2 separate regions of the Pan troglodytes genome follow, and region 2 is linked to region 1. A link is a contact called in public Hi-C data. All regions are on one chromosome and are shown on one strand. Each heading gives the region's core, a stretch centred on a gene start, on an enhancer-like site or on the middle of the called end of the contact. The rest is flanking DNA. Distances are from core to core; before and after follow the strand shown.

Region 1 (4,146 bases), core at 20-2,519:
ATATAATTAAAAGGTTTATTATTCAAAACGAAAATCAAGTAGAAGAATAGTATTCTTTCCTTATGCCACCTGAGCATGTGCTAAATTGTGTTTAAAATTAAGGATGTGTGGAACATCTTTATCAGATAGGCAAACAGAATGTTTAAACTGTATAAATAGCAATATTAAAGATGGGTAACTTTCCTTTATGCATGCCTTTAAAAATGTTGCCAGTGTGATTTAGCATCTCTAACACTGTGAAGAAGAATTTGCTCTACCTTTTCAGATGTTGTGTTGGCCTCATTTGTGGCATGTGCAGTGATAGTGGGATATGTTTATTTGTGCATATGGAGTGACAGATTGTTGATGTGTTTTAACCATAATATATTATTCAGTTTTGAAACCTACTCTCTTTAGAGTTGGAATTTCTTTGTAATTGAAAGGAAAATGCATTTCTAATAACTTGCCTTATAGTTTTAAAGATCTGCATTTTTAAACTGACTCAGCATATTTCATAAAATGTGGGCTGTTTTATAGATTAGTGAGAATTCAGTGTTAATTCGATGTATTTTTGCCAGTGAAAATCAGATTCCTTTATTGTAAGATGGACTAGTATCTGTGCTTCTGAACTGAAGTATTCAATATTTTCTTAAAGAAGAAATAGTTTAAAAATATATTACCTCTAAATTACTCTAAATATTGAATGTAGATAGTTCTGAACAAATAAATTTTGAAAGCTATGTGGAGTCAGGGATTATGTAGTATACACTGTACCCTTCCCCCACAACTGCTGCCTCACAAGGTTTGTTCAAACCACGGAAACTAATTCCAAATTTGGTGATTGATCACTCTACCAAAAACAATTAAAATTATCAGTATTAGTTCTATGTAGAATTTATATGGAGAATCTGCAGAGATTTAGAGGTATTATAATACATTATTGAGAGAGAAACGTTTCCCCTTCAGAAAAGCAATGTACATTATTCAGAAAGAAAAGAAACCTTCTAAAGATAAAGAGGGAAACAATGCAAAACTCTGAAACTAGATTGTAGTTTTAAAACAAAAGCTGTCAATCCATGTCCCAGTGTGCAGTGTGCAGTCTTTACATGTTCCCAGGCTTAGCTACTTGTCAGTAAATAACTTACAGGCCATTATATAAAATTGTTTACCTATTTTCCCCCTCCATGCTAATTGTCTTGTATGTCATTCTGCAGTTTAGCCTGTAGGTAGCAATCTTGCACCACAGAAGCTCTCCATTTACTCGCTTGCAGTGGAAAAGCTTACACCATTACAGATCTGTTAAATGTAAGCAGTGTTATTTGCATAAATTCCAGACTTTGATGATGGTCTGTGATCTTTGTAGCCTACTGATTACTTATGCAGTTTTTGGGCCTTAAAGTTCACGATTTTGCTCAGAGGTGACTTTACTTTGCATTGTGACCCTATATAGGTGGGAGACCGCAGAACGGTTGGATGCATACCCTGGAATCTTGAAAATCATGAGGCCTCTTTCTGAAATGTAATGCTTTGTTTCTCATACAGCCATTCGGATTTATTTTTTAATCCACAAATCTTCTAAAATAGAGAATAACATTTTAGTACTTATGTAGCAAAGATTACAAAAGCCGTGCTTCTGAAGTCAGTTACCCTCTCACATGCAATGAGGTCATGCTGTTACCATCTCAGATCCTTTACCAGCTTAGACCTATTTAATCTTACTTCTGTGAAGAATAATTAAAAGCCAAAAGGACCAGCATTGTTTTTGTGACTAGTTATATTCAAATAATTACTGCAAAGTGCCATTGCTTATGTATTTTTTAAATGGCAAAGGATTTCCTTCTTTTTTTTGCAGCAGTTTTTTGGAATTATTGACAGCATTGTATTAAACAATTGCAGAGCCTGTGTTCCATACCAAAAAGTACCTTTATTTCTAATTCATGGGTTGAAAATAGTACATGTTTTTAGGATTATAACTTTTGATGTATTTCAGAAAGCTGGTCCTCTTTTTGTTAACATGACTATCTGTCCAATTTTGATCCACTTTTGTTCCTTCATTCTTTCCTTTAACCCCATCGACCGTGTACCTACTCAGCTGCCAGGCACTGCTCTAGATTGGGACGCTAAATTGCTTACTACCTGCCCCCTGTGAGACAGAGATGGAGGCAGGCTACAGAGGAGAGGAGACACTTGAGCTGGGCCCTAGAGGATGAATAGGAGTTAGATGGTAAACAATGGTAAACAAACATTTTAGGCAGAAGAAATAAACGGCACATATTTATTCATTAGTCCTACTAGAAAAGGTCTAATTAGCACCCAAATAATAATCACTTCCAGAATAAAGTATCTGTTTTGTTCTATTAACGTGTTATTACTATTGAAATACCAATTAATAAAGTACCTATGAAAAAGTTTATATTTTATTATAATCATATGTTACTAAAGAAGGAAATAGATTTTAATTACACTAAAATCCTATCAATATATTTTAATTCACACCGATGAGTGTCCAATTCCATTATATTTTTGTGGAGTTCAAAAAAATTATAAACTCCCATTCCTGCATATATTCGTTTGCTACCAAAGAACCCATTGGATTTTTAGAAAATTTAGCCTTGTTTATTTCAGGAATCCTTTGAACAAATTGTTTCTGAATGATTGTATTTCTTAATATGGAAGATCATATTTTATATTAAATTATACTAATAAGAGGAAAAGGAACTAACCTTTTATCAAAACTATGTCAACATATTTCAAATTGTTAGTATTTTAAGTTTCAGGTGTTGACATACAATTTCTTGAACAGTGGGATAATTTCTACAAAATAAGGTGCACTGTATTACTAATTTATTGACAAATTATTTATTGGCAATAAATAAATATTAAGATAAATTATTTAATTATAAAATAAAGTGTTTTATTTATTGCCAATAAATTAGCAATACAGTGCATCTTATTTTGCAGAAATTATCCCACAGTTCAAGAAATTGTATGTCATCAGCAACCACCTTTGTCAATAAAACTTCAACTAATTACTTTTCTGAAATTTGAAATTAATTCAATCATCATAAGAAACTTATGTCTGTTATTGCATTTGGAACCCGTCATGCCTACTTCTTATAATACCTGTGAAAGTTACAGAGTGCAATTTCAGGAACAAGAAGAGCTTATTGTTTGTGAGGAGTAAGTAGGCTTTGATTCCATGGATCAGTAGTTATTAAAGCTGCAGCTGGCTCACAACAAATATTCACATCTTAAGTGGTTAGATAGAGAAGGCATTTTCTCGGAGGGTGACCCCCAAGGCTGTAGGGTAAGGGGAAAGCTCAGCAATAAGTAACTTGAGTGACTTGGAGGTTTTGAAGAGTCTGGCAGACACTGTGACAAGAAAGCTAACTTTAATGGGGAAAGACGCTTCTTTATTTCTTAATGTTACACATTTGATTTTAGATATTTATTTTTACAAGACATTCTGGTGATAAAACTCAATGACATATTCCTTTATTAAGTGTAGCTGATTTACATGTTGGTTATAATCAGATTCAGGAGTAGTTTTAGATCATTATTTTTTTAGTTTGCTCTTTTCAACTCTGAAAATGTTCTTTCTATTAGCTACAAATGTAGATCATCTGTCAGCCCTCCTCTCCACCTGCTCACCACCCCCTCCCCAAACCAAGGCTTAGGAGGATACCAAGCAGGTGAAGGACCTGCAGTCTCAAGAGATCAGTCTTATCTGAGCTAAATGACGCTGAAGTTGCAGATGAAAACAGAAGAGTGGAAAACAGGTGCTTGAGCAGGTGGGTTTGTGATCTTTTGCCATTACACTGGTGCTCATAGTTTTAGATAATCGTAAGAAGTAACAGAGTTTCCTCTGTTACAGAAACATCTGGGGCATCCTCACAACAGGAATTGACGCTGAGGGGTGATGAACTTGATTTGGTGGGGATATTTCCCTCTCTCTCAAATTTACACCCCCAACATATATATATATATATATATATATATATATACACACACACACACACACACACAAACACACAGAGATTGCTGCTTCTTAATATGATCAATAAAGATTTTTACCCCCTCCTACATCTCCCCAGATCCCTTCTTTTGTGTGGGAGACAGACAAAAGGCAAAGAATCCATCTTTGTTCTCTGTCAAGCCTCAGAGATC
Region 2 (4,740 bases), core at 559-3,058, 1.3 Mb after region 1:
AACTACCATTGCCATATCTTTGGGCCCGGGGAGCGCTGGGGGGAGCCGAGCTGCTCGCCGAGGGCCGCGGGGCGCGCGGGCGCGCTGGGAGGGGAAGGGGAAGGGGAAGGGGGGAGGGGGAGGGGGCGGGGGGCCCGCCGGGCGCCCCGGGGTCGCAGGAGCCGAGCCCGAGCCGGACACCGGCCGCTGCCTCCGCCGCCGCCGCCGCTGCCGCCGCTACTGCCTCGGCCGCCCCGCTGCTGCTGCGCGCCCGCCCGCCCTGCTGGCGTTTTGTTGTGGTTCCTGCTGTTTTCTTTCTCTCTTTTTGCAGCCCCCCCAGGCTCTCAGGCTCCCCCCCCCAACACCCCTGCTCCCCTCGCCCGCTCCCCCCGCGCTCCGTTCCTGGGGGGGCCGCGCTCTCCTTCCCCCCTCCCCACCCCCCGGCGAGCAAGCTCCCTTCTCTCGCTTTTTTCTTCTTCCCCAAGTTGCAAAATCAGAAATGGCACAGGCGGCAGCCGGGAGCGGCGCGGGGCGCAGCGCCGGGGGCGGCGGGCATGGGCCACGGCGCGCGCACACACTCGCCCTCCGCCTCGCCCGCACCCCCGCGCACACACACACTCGCACACACAGTCGCTCACCCGCGCCGGGCGCCCGCCCGCCGGCCGCTCGGGCTACGCGCAGCGCGCGGGCTGAGCCGACATAGAGGAAGCCGGCGAGGGCGGAGGCGGCGGCGGCGGCGGCGGAGGAGGAGGTCGCGGCTGCAGGCGCCGCTGGAGCTGCCGCCGGAGCTGCTGCGGCGAGCGCCGCTGGAGGAGCCGCGGCCCGGGCCGGAGTCCGAGCAGGAGTCGGGGCCGCAGCCGGAGCGCGAGCGGAGGCCGGGGCCGCCCGCGGCGCCGCCGCTGTCCCGGCGGGAGCCCTCGCCGGGCTCGGGAGTGCGGGGAGCGCGGTGAGCCGAGCAGGGCGCTGGGCGAGGCTGCCGGCGGCGATCAGGGCGCGCGGGTGTCGGGGGGCCAGGTCCAGGGCCGGACGCAGCCAGCCATTCAGGAAGGCAGCGCTGGAGAGCGGGAGGCAGCCGGCGAGGAAGATCACACACTTTGCTCTTTTTGTTGTGCCGGTGGCGCCGGGCTCTCGCTGCCTTCTTCTTTCGGGAGGTGACGGAAGGGGGAGAAAAATACGGGATAATTCACGCCGGCGACGAAATCACAGCGAAATAGAAAAAATAAAAATCAGAAGAAAATAATTGCCAAAAAAAAGGAAAAAGGAAAAGCGAGAGAGACATCCAAAGTAGGTCGAATAAATAATCCTCTTCTTTTCCTCTTTCTTGCTCCTTCTTCTGCTTCTTCTGCTATAACACACAGAGCTAGTTAAAAAAACCCTGGAGATCGCCCAAAAATGTTCTTTTTTTAGTATTTTAAATAAGTGCTCTTCAGCCGGCAACCAACACCCTCCCTCCAAAAAAAATCATATATGTATAAAATAACGATAAGAAGAATACGAAGGGGGTGCCTCCTCCTCCTCCTCCTCCTTTTTTTTTCTTTAAGTTTAGCCCTCTCTCTTCTTCAGGAATGGAGTAAAAGAGACAAGGAGGAGGGAGAAAAAGGAGAGAAAGGAGAAGAAGAAGGGGAAAACAACTAGTAGAATATGTAAGAAAAGAGAAAGAGAAGAGAGGTTCAGAGAAGAGAGGAGAGAGAGAGGAGAGGAGGGAGAGAGGGGGGAGAAAGGAGAGAGAGAGAGGAGAGAGAGAGAGAGAAGAGAAGAGAAGAAGAGAGAGAGAGAGAGACCCAAAAATTGAATGCGTTTAAACGGGAGGACTCGCAGAGCAATGTTTCCGAAAGGGGGATCTGCGCGAATGTCTGTATATAGTGAACTTTGACACTACTATTGAAACTGACACGTTTCTATGGAGATCGCTGCCTTATATGGAGCTCGTGTCAAGGAGCCAAGAGAAGGGCTGCTGGCAACTGATAATCAAAGGCGACTGACTGGTCAGAGCCCTGAATCGGGGGGAGAGAAAATGGGAGGCTAAGGTTAGCCAAGCCTCCTGCACGCCATTGGTTGGAGAGCCCCTCCCCCCTCCTCTTTTGCTTTCTTTCTCCCCCCCCCCCTTAGCTACCTACAGACTGGGATGGTGTGGGGAGGAGGAGAGAAAGTGAGGGAGGGGGGTGTGTTTCTGACAAGCGCAATTTACATTGAGATCGCCCTGCGCTGCTATTTACTCTGAGACCTGATTAGTATGGGTCGTCTATGGTCACACACATACACATACACACACACACACACACTTACGCTCACACCCCAGAGGGGGAAGGGATGACGAGGGGGAGAACGCCTAGCGATGGGCAAAAGGAGAATTAGAGGGAAATTATTTTGATTTCTTCTGAAAAGTTTTTAAAATTAGATTTTATGAGCGTGAAGAGAGTGTCATTGAAAATGTTTGGAAAAATTTTTAATGGGAATGAAACCCCCACCATTTTAATGATTTGTGAAATATACTGGATTTGGATTGTTTTCTTCTCTCACATATAAGCACAATCCAAGTCTGGATTCTGCTCATTTTATATCCTTTTTAGAAACAAGTAGAAACAGGGTAGGATCTCCCTATTTTTTGATCCAAAGTATACCTTGGTTTAAAAGGTTTAATGATGACAAAGCACACTCCTGGAATTTGCAGCTATTGCCACAAATTCGATCGGAATCAGGGGTTCCTATTTATCCCAAAGATGATTTTAAAAATAAACTTTCCAATCAATCCAATTTTTCCTTCTTTTTTTTTTTTTAATCACCTGGCTGTTCCAAACTCCAACAATGCTTCAATAATTATTAATAAAACAGTAGTAAGTCCCCATATTGTTGCAGGGTGGGGGGAGATTAGTGTGGCCAAGTCAGTCCCGGGAAAAGAGCAAACAAACGAGAAGATGGAGAGAGGGGGAGGCGGAGAGGGAGAGAGAAAAGGGGGAGGGGGAGAGAGAGAGAGGAGAGGAAAGGAAAGAGAGGAGAGAGGAGAGAGAGCGCGCGAGATATTGAGAGAGAGAAGAGAGAGGGGAGAGAGAGAGCGCGAGATATTGAGAGAGAGACAGAAGAGAGGAGAGAGAGAGAGACCCAGAGAGAGAGAGAGAGAGAGAGACCCAGAGAGAGAGAGAGAGACCCAGAGAGAGAGAGAGAGGAGGAGGAGAGAGAGAGAGAGAGAGAGACCCAGAGAGAGAGAGAGAGACCCAGAGAGAGAGAGAGAGGAGGAGGAGAGAGAGAGAGAGAGAGAGAGGAGAGAGAGGAGAGAGAGAGAGAGAGAGAGAGAGAGAGAGAGAGAGAGAGAGAGAGAGAGAGACCGAGACCCCGATTCCTGAATCCTGAAGGTGATTGGTCGCGGGAGGAGGGGCAGGCGGGAGGAGCGGGTCCCGCGGCGGGGCTTGCAGGAATCGCTGGCTCCGGCTGCCACCTAGCGGACGGGAGCCGCTCCCGGGCGGCACACAGCCGAGTCCCTCCTCCCCTCCCCGCAGGCAGCCTGTGCCTTTTCTCCAAACGAAGACAGCACTTTGAAAATTCTTTCAATGGATTTTTTTTTCCTTGAAAGATCGTACTGGGGGAAAATGATACTTCTATTAGTTACATATTCTCCAATCGCATACTCGCACCCCCCTCGTTTTGAGATCGCTCCCCTAGGCAGGCTCAGGCGGGCGCGGAGCGGCGCGGAGTGACAAAGCCGCCGCTGCCGCCGCCGGGGGTGGGAGCCGCGCTCGCCCGCCCGCCCCTCGACTCGCGAGGGCGTAAAAGTTTGTCTCAGCTCGAGCATTCCTAGCGCCAACACGCCCTCAGGTAAAGGTGGAAGTAAATGGCCACGCTGTATTGACAGAGGTAGGGTTTGTTTTTTAATACTCGTTCTCACTTTAAGTCTCACCAGGGAGGGGTTTGGGAAGCACTGCGTGTTTGGGGAACGTTTTGCGCTTCCTGGTCTCTCCAGCCTACAAGTCGGGAGTCGGCGACCGCTTAGTGACGAGCGATCATTTTAAAGAGCAGAATAAAAGGCTTTCCCGTGCCTGCCCCACAGCCCCTCCAGCTCGAATAATGGAGAACTGTCAATGCACTCCGCGAGCGGTGGCCCATTGTACGCAGCTGATGGCGAGGAGGCGACTGGGGGTAGCAGGGGCTCCTTGCCCTCGTCCCTATGCCCAAATAAACGCGCAAACGCGCTCCCGTCTTCTGGTCAGTTAAAAGGTGAAACGAACACGATTAAAATAGACCAAAAGAAAAGAAAGAAAAGAAAACCTTTCTATGTACAGATTCTAAATCGTACTCCCCATACAGTCAGAGGCAGGGAGTCGAGGGCAGAGGCAGCAGGCGGAGAGAGGGAGATAGGGCGAGGGAAGGAGAACGCGGAGAGAGACGAAGGGAGTGGGAGACCAGCGACAGCGAGCGCCAGGGCACCGCAGGCACACTGGATGCCCGGTCCGCCGGCCCAGCCGCCCTCGGACCCTGGACCGTGCGTCGTGGGCACCAGAAACGAGACTCGGCCAAATCCTGCCTCACCAGGCAAGTAACATAATGGTTGTCGTTTCTCTTGAACTTGGGGTTGGTAACGGGCAGGGCCGGGAGGCAGTCTTGGCTCGCACGGCCTCCGCAGGCCGAGAGCAGAGTCTAGGCAGCCAGGGCGGGACGAGGAGAACTTTCTTCGGGGCCTGCTCGGGAGTTGCCCTCGCTCGGCCTCTGTCTCGCCGTAGCGCTAAGGCGAGGATCGCGGCCGCCGCGCCTCCTTGGAGGGGAGGATCG

The links. Hi-C and Micro-C count contacts between places; a contact is called where the count stands out from the background.
Region 2: a contact with region 1 is called in a Hi-C map of induced pluripotent stem cells, with 1.6 times the contacts expected there. The contact joins the promoter of NR2F1 here to the enhancer-like site in region 1. A contact is called at or near these places in 2 of 7 Hi-C or Micro-C datasets (induced pluripotent stem cells and stem cell-derived neural progenitor cells) and 1 of 1 datasets of contacts at active chromatin or transcription factors (stem cell-derived excitatory neurons).

Annotation. Positions count from the first base shown.
Region 1 is chr4:21,287,107-21,291,252 of NHGRI_mPanTro3-v2.0_pri, forward strand. The region is part of intron 16 of MCTP1 (multiple C2 and transmembrane domain containing 1); the gene reads left to right. Among named protein-coding and RNA genes, the nearest start is that of KIAA0825, 230 kb to the right of the region's middle. Within about 2 kb of position 1,270, at least 4 of the 24 cell types and tissues checked have an H3K27ac peak or open chromatin away from gene starts, as enhancers often do. A contact at or near this core is called in induced pluripotent stem cells, where this site is marked.
Region 2 is chr4:22,551,168-22,555,907 of NHGRI_mPanTro3-v2.0_pri, forward strand. NR2F1 (nuclear receptor subfamily 2 group F member 1) reads right to left here and starts at 1,809. Exons shown (of 3, transcript XM_517657.9): 1 at 1-1,809. The coding sequence starts at 15.